Regions from separate parts of the Sus scrofa genome. Here region 1 is linked to region 2. A link is a contact called in public HiChIP or PLAC-seq data. All regions are on one chromosome and are shown on one strand. Each heading gives the region's core, a stretch centred on a gene start, on an enhancer-like site or on the middle of the called end of the contact. The rest is flanking DNA. Distances are from core to core; before and after follow the strand shown. Region 1 has its middle 42 kb from the start of DKK3. Region 2 overlaps MICAL2 (F-actin-methionine sulfoxide oxidase MICAL2).

Region 1 (3,360 bases), core at 632-3,131, 230 kb after region 2:
AGTTCGGCTCAGTCCTCTTGTGCGCTTGGGTCCTGCCCCTGTGGCTGAAAGAGCCCCTGCGGCCAGTAGGTGGAGGGGCAGTCAGGAGGGATGTACCAGGGGGCCATCAGTGTGAGATGCTGCGCCAAGCTTGGGGGAGCTGAGCAGGTGCAGAGTCCCAGCCAGTTTGCTGACCTTCAGAAACTCACTCACGCAAAACCCTGGGGCACTCTGTTTTCTTTCCCTACTAGGCATTAAAACTGCTGAACTTTGACTTGCAGATTAACGCATGAAAATAATATGAATATTGTACATCAGTTTTCAAATGCAACTTCCCCCCTGTCAAATCTGATTGGTAGCCGCTCCTTAAGGGTCCAAGCCCCCCAGTGCCCTGCCCCTCCACCAAGTAAGCACTATCCTTGATGGAGAGAAAGAGCGGGTCCCCTTCTCTGTCCAGGGGCACCATGCCTTTCACCCTGCCTTCAGTCCCACACCTCTCACTTTGGTCCAGAGAATCTTGGGGGTGGGGGCAAAGTCAGTAGAGCCATTTGCCGCTCCCCCAAATCTGGGGGCCCCTACTTGCAGCTGCTTATAATTGGAAAAATTGAGCAAGGAGCAGAGTTGGAACTGGTTTAAACCATCAATCCTCAGTTACATCGATTGACTCATTTCCTACCTAAAAACTCTGCATGTGAAGAAGAGATCTAAATATTTGTTGGGGGGAGTTCCTGTCATGGCTCAGCGGTAACGAACCTGAGGAGTATCCATGAAGATGCAGGTTTGAACCCTGGCCTCATTCAGTGGGTTCAAGATCTAGCATTGCCATGAGCTTGGTATAGGGTGCAGACGCGGCTCGGAGCTGGTGTGGCTGTGGCTGTGGGGTAGGCCGGCAGCTGCAGCTCCGAATTCAGCCCCTAGCCTGGGAACTTCCAAATGCCATGGGTGCGGCCCTAAAAACATAGATAGATAGATAGATAGATAGATAGATAGATAGATAGATAGATAGATAGATAGATAGATAGATAGATAGATAGAGTGTTGGGGGAAGAGGGTTTCAAAATCGGCAAACTGTCAAGACTTGCTAAGGGTCTCGAAAGAGTTAGCCTAGCTTGTTGAGGGTCTGTGACCCATTAGAGCCCTTTGGAGGAGGATAGCTAGGGTGACACAGGTGATACCTGGAAGAAAGCTGAAAGAAACAGTGACATTCATCCTGGAAAGCATGAAGGGAGCCACTGTTTTCACATCCCTGGATGGCTCCGATGGGGAGGAGGAGTGGACTTATTCAGAAGGGGCCCTGCAAGTGAAGACAGGAAGGAAGGCCACATGGAGATAAAGGCAGCCAGCTGAGGAAGAGCCAATGGCCAAGAGCTTTGCAGGACGGGCTGTGGTGAGTTCCCCACCCCTGGAAGCATCCAAATATTTATTCTTTCATTTATTCTGCCAACATATACGTATGGCAGCCCAGCAATACTTTGAGGGCCAGACAGTTGAGATTCCTTCTGCCAGGGAGCTTTTATTTTAGTGGGGAAGACAAAAAGTTTATTAATTGTACAAAAAATTAAATAGGATCATGGGAGAGTACATTCTGGGTGTCTCCTTTGGAATGGGTCATAGGGTTGAATGCCAAGCAGGAGAACAGACTCTTAGCAAGGAAGGTACCCTGTTAAGGGAGCATCAGGTAAGGGGACCTTTGAAACTTCTCCATTCTGAATCCACCATCTCACTTACTACTACTGGCCCATGTGTTCCCTAACCACTACCGGGAGATCCTCCCCAGAAGGCGGATATGGCTGGAGGAAGAACCTTGACCTGAGCCCCCCATAGGTGTGTAACTGGGTCCGGGGGGTCCCAGGCACAGTGAGGAGGTGGCTTCCCCTGTTTCCACCTGCCACCTCCTTGCCTTCTGCCTGCCCCACAGGCTTGATTGCATAACTACTGGGCTTGGTTTTACAGCCTAGCACAGCATGGAGCTTGTAAATCTTCTCTCACATCATGAAATGCCAGCAATTTCACAGCCAGGGATTCCTGTTCTCCTAAAGTCCCCACACCAGCAGACTTGCATCTAAAAGTGTCCTCTGCACTGACAGATTGATGTCAGAGCTGCACTGGGGCCAAACACGGAGGCTGAGCACCCCTACCACCCTCACAGCTCCCCCAAAGCCCCCAGAACTGAAGGTCGTGATTGCCAGGTGCAATTGCTGGGGAGCACCCCTCAGGCGTGGCTCCCAGAGAGCAGAGGGACAGACATGGCAGCCCCACACGGGGAGCCGAGGCACATTTGTATTCAAGCCTGTTTGAGGGGGAAAACACACTTCTAAGCAATATGCACAGTTGTGTGTCACATCCACTTCACATACACATATATCGACACCCCAGCCCCCATATATAAACATCCACTTTTATTTATATTTGCCAGTGACTCTCAACCCTGGCTCCATCAGAGTGACCAATGGAGTTTTTGAAAGATAGGTTTATAGAGGGGAGAGGTCCCCACCCATGGAGATGCTGACCCAGTAGAATCTAGAATCTGGAAAGGAGCCCCTCTACATGTTCCACAGGTCAAGATTCACGGCTTAATTCATAAGTAAAACAGAAACCAAATGTGGACATTGTCATAGCCTTCTAAGATGGTTCCTAATGACCCCACCTCCTAGGACTCATGCACTTGTGTCATCTCTCCGCTTTGAGAGTGATTCAGCTCTATGAATAGAACAAGGAGCCAAAGATGGACTGTCACTTCTAAGACCAGGTCACAAATGGACTGTCTTCTGTATGGATGCCCTCCCTCCTTCGCCTCCTTTCTGGGAAGCTGGCTGCCATGCTGCGAGTTTCCCTACAGGGAGACTCCTGTGGCAAAGAGTTGATGTCCCCAACCAGCAGCTATTGAGGACCTGAGAGCTGCCAATAGCCACATGAGTGAGCCTGGAATCACATGCTCTCCGCATCAGCCTTGAGACGACAGCTGTCCCACTGACACCTTGATGGAAACCTTGTGAGGGATCCCCAAAGCAAGACACCCAGGAAATTTCTCCTAGGTTTCTGATCCACAGAAACTTTGAGATTATAAATGTGTGTTTTAAGTTACTAAGTTTGGGGGATATTTGTTAAGCAGCTATAGATAACCAATACACCCATATGGAACAAAACATTCATGGTGGCTTCTCTCCAACAATGGGATCATAAGCGATCTGAGTTTTCTTCCTTTTGCTCATCTATATTTTCTAATTTTTTTTTTGTCTTTTTGCCATTTCTTGGGCCGCTCCTGTGGCATATGGGAGGTTCCCAGGCTAGGGGTCTAATTGGAGCTGTAGCCGCCAGCCTACACCAGAGCCACAGCAACGCGGGATCCGAGCCAAGTCTGCGACCTACACCACAGCTCAC
Region 2 (3,392 bases), core at 158-2,657:
TGTGGGGAGGGTCTGGGACGGGAAGATGAGGCCAGAGCCCAGCTGAGAGGTGGTGGGAAGATCCCACCCACCGAGGCCTTTGGGGTCCCTCGGAGGATGGTATAGGGGAGCCTCGAACCCCACCCCCTCCACACCCACCCAGTGGCCTGACACTGAGCAAGTCACAGGCCCCTTGCTTCCACATCTGAAAAAATAGGGAGCCTGGTGCTATTTTGTGGGGTGGCTGAGGAAATAAAGTGGGATAAAAAGAGGAGCCCAGTGCCAAGCACAAGGTCAATGTCACATGCTAGCTCAATATTAACTCCACCTGGTTCCCTTTCTCCCATGCACACACATGGGTCCAATAAAGGCATTGCTGAACCACTGACCTGTTCCAGGGGGGCTGCACACACCCCCACCAGGACTTGTCTAATTCAGGGTCCTGAGGCTTCTTTCTCACTCACCAACTCAAGTGCTTTTGGCCAGCTCTTCCTTGTTTCCCTTGAAACCTCAGCATGGTCCAGCCAGGGTGGCCCTATCCTCTGCAGGGGACTCAGTCGTGGGTGCCACTGGCCCTTCCAGGCCCCTCGTGCAAAGGGGGTTGATGAGGAGACCAGAGCCCCACCACCCCTGTCCGCTGCCTCTTCTCTGGGCCCTCTGGCAATGGAGACCTTTCCCCTTGCCCCTGGAGGTCATTCTGGTGAGCATGGTCAGCTGGTGAGAGTGCTAAGGGCAGGCATGCAACCCCCTCCGTCCTCCTACCTGGGGCTGGGGCCAGAGCTGGGCTGAACCAGGCAGCAAAGGGATAGTACCCCAAGTTCTGCTCCTTCCGCCTTGCCTACTGGGCTTCCTTTTGGGCAAAATGAAGATGACCTAAAAGATGGCTCTGGAGATTTTCACAAAGACTCGGATTCCAGGGTGCAGCTTCCCAGAATGTGGCGTTTAGGGGACGCGCATTTCCTCCCGAAGTCTTGGAGCGCCCTCTAGGGGCGACAGCCTGCACCCAGGTTCTCTTGGCGGCCCCCCTCCGTTTGACTCAGTTCAGCTAGCGTGGTCCCTGGTGCTTTAATGAGTTCCTTCATTCCTTCGTTCGTTCATTCATTCATTCATTCATTCATTCTACAAGCAAGGACTGGGTGCCTCCTCCATGCTAGGCACTAAGCCAATAGAAATGATTCAAACTCAAGGCCTGCGTTCAAACCAACTTTTACATACACTTGAGAACCAACACCTGACCCTCCCGGGATAACTAAAGACAGAGCTGAGAAACCCTGCTGCTGGTTAGCAGTCCCCTCCCTCCTGTTCCTCCTCCAGCAACCCCCCCCACCAGGCTCCCTGCTCTCCCCCCAGACGAGGCACTTCTCGAGGGTGAGGCTGGGCCTCTCTCACGAGTGGTGCTCAAGTTGGCTGGAAGCGTTAGGTGGAATCTCTGCTTCCAAACAGACCCACCCATAGAAGCAGAATTCCTGTGACTGGGGAGGGGTTGAGGTGGGAGAGTAAACGAGAGAGCATGTGGAAAAGGCCTGGCCCAGGCCTCCAGCAAACATGAATTCTTTCCTTCCTCTCGCCCTCATCGCTGGGGACTACAAGATGGTTCAAGAGTCACTTTAGGCTGTCCCCAGGTGGAGGGCCTGCCCAGGGGTGCAGTTCTGGTCCAGTTCTAGAAGTGCCCTTCTTCCTGCCTGGCCCGAGTGAGAGGAGGCTGCAGGTCTGGAGGTTTCAGGGCGGCGGGCGGGGAGGGGGTGGATGACTCACTGGCCAGGAATCAGCCTTGACTCAGAAGGAAGGAATCACGTTAAGTGGCAGGTTATTCCTATCCCAACGTTTCTTTTAAACAAATTTGTGTCTACGCCAGGGCTTTCCTGGGTCCACCTCTCCTACAGCAAGTCCGAGAGGGACTGTGGGGGCAGGAGGAAGTGGAAGGCAGGGATGGATTTGGAATCAGATGAAGAGGCCCTGCCACTCTTTCAGGACAGGAGAGGGAACACCTGCTGTGTAAATGGGGCAGAATCTTTAGGATGCTGCACGACTGTGCCCCCTAGTGGGAGCCTGCTGCTTTAGTCCCCTCCCAGCCCTGGTCTTCACCCATGGGCCCTTCCTGGGGGATGTAGGATTTGGGACCACAGCCTGCTCAGAAAAGGGAACAGGACAGTGTGTATTTGCATGTATGTGTGTGTGTATGTGTGTGTGTATTCCTTCATTGCTTTCCCCGCTACTGCACTACTGCCTGAGATTAAGCTGATGCCCCCAGGCCAACTCCAGTGTATTGAATCAAACCATATAGACCCTTAGGAGTTCCTTCGTGGCTCCGTGGTTAATGAATCCGACTAGGAACTATGAGGTTGGGGTTCGATCCCTGGCCTTGCTCAGTGGGTTAAGGATCCAGCATTGCCGTGAGCTGTGGTGTAGGTCACAGACGCAGCTCGGATCCAGTGTTGCTTGGCTGTGGCGTAGGACGGCAGCTATGGCTCTGATTCAACCCCTAGCCTGGGAACCTCCATATGTTTCGGGTGCGGCCCTAAAAGGACAAAAGACAAAAACAAAAACAAAACAAAAGCAAAAAACCCATACAGACCCTCATTTTCCTCAACTGTGGTTCAAGAAGCTTGGGGCCAGTGATTGCTAGGGTCCTTTTCAAGTGCAATTGCAGAGTTTGAAGGGAGCTGAAGGGTAACAGAAGGGTAACAGAAGGGAGCAAATCCCTTGGAAAAATGAGTCCTCTAGTGAGCAGTGGAAATAGAATCAAACCTATATTTCTTTCCTTGCTCCTCACATCCAGGAGGCCAGTTCAGAAAGGGCATGTGAAGAGTGAGAACAGCTGCCCCTGAGAAGTCATCACATAATTCCTGCCTCCCCACCACGCCCCCCCCAACCCCCAGAGAGCGCATGACTCACTGGACTGGAATTTTCTTCTCCCACTCTGGTATTTGCTGGGAGTTGGAGACTGGAAGCTATTGGCCCGCTGCAGAGCTGTGGTGGGAAGAAGAAAAGGGGGAGGGGAGATGGGGAGGGAGGAAACATCAGTTACAGAGGTAGAATACTTTTCATGGCCCATTTACAGAAAGCTAATAGACTAAAGGTCCCTAAAGCTCATAAATGACCAAGCTCCTTTCTTTGCTCCGACCACACCTGTCCTTGTAACACACATCTCCAACCTTTCATGCATTCATTCATCAGCTATTTACGGAGGCCCTGCTATGGGACAGGTCCTGCCCTCTTTCAGAAAATAGCTCAAACTATAAGCCATCCTTCTAATTTACCTGTCATAAAGAAGCATGTGTTCAGACACACTCATGAGCACACATGTACACGTATGCGCCCATATACACACATGCAGATGGAACATGTTTGCTTTTAGCAGAGCAATTCTTCAAAGCTGCCATCTCATGGCAACGACCCATCTATGAACCAGA

What was found. HiChIP or PLAC-seq counts read pairs in DNA pulled down with a chosen protein or histone mark.
Region 1: a contact with region 2 is called in an H3K27ac HiChIP or PLAC-seq map of skeletal muscle. The contact joins two enhancer-like sites. A contact is called at or near these places in 5 of 47 Hi-C or Micro-C datasets (brain, fetal skeletal muscle, skeletal muscle and 1 more) and 2 of 2 datasets of contacts at active chromatin or transcription factors (alveolar macrophages and skeletal muscle).

The regions. Positions count from the first base shown.
Region 1 is chr2:47,342,665-47,346,024 of Sscrofa11.1, forward strand. No RefSeq gene overlaps it. Among named protein-coding and RNA genes, the nearest start is that of DKK3, 42 kb to the right of the region's middle. Within about 2 kb of position 1,882, at least 6 of the 83 cell types and tissues checked have an H3K27ac peak or open chromatin away from gene starts, as enhancers often do. A contact at or near this core is called in skeletal muscle, where this site is marked.
Region 2 is chr2:47,111,139-47,114,530 of Sscrofa11.1, forward strand. MICAL2 (F-actin-methionine sulfoxide oxidase MICAL2) reads right to left here. Exons shown (of 38, transcript XM_021083313.1): 29 at 2,875-2,949. Among named protein-coding and RNA genes, the nearest start is that of PARVA, 85 kb to the left of the region's middle. Within about 2 kb of position 1,408, at least 29 of the 83 cell types and tissues checked have an H3K27ac peak or open chromatin away from gene starts, as enhancers often do. A contact at or near this core is called in skeletal muscle, where this site is marked.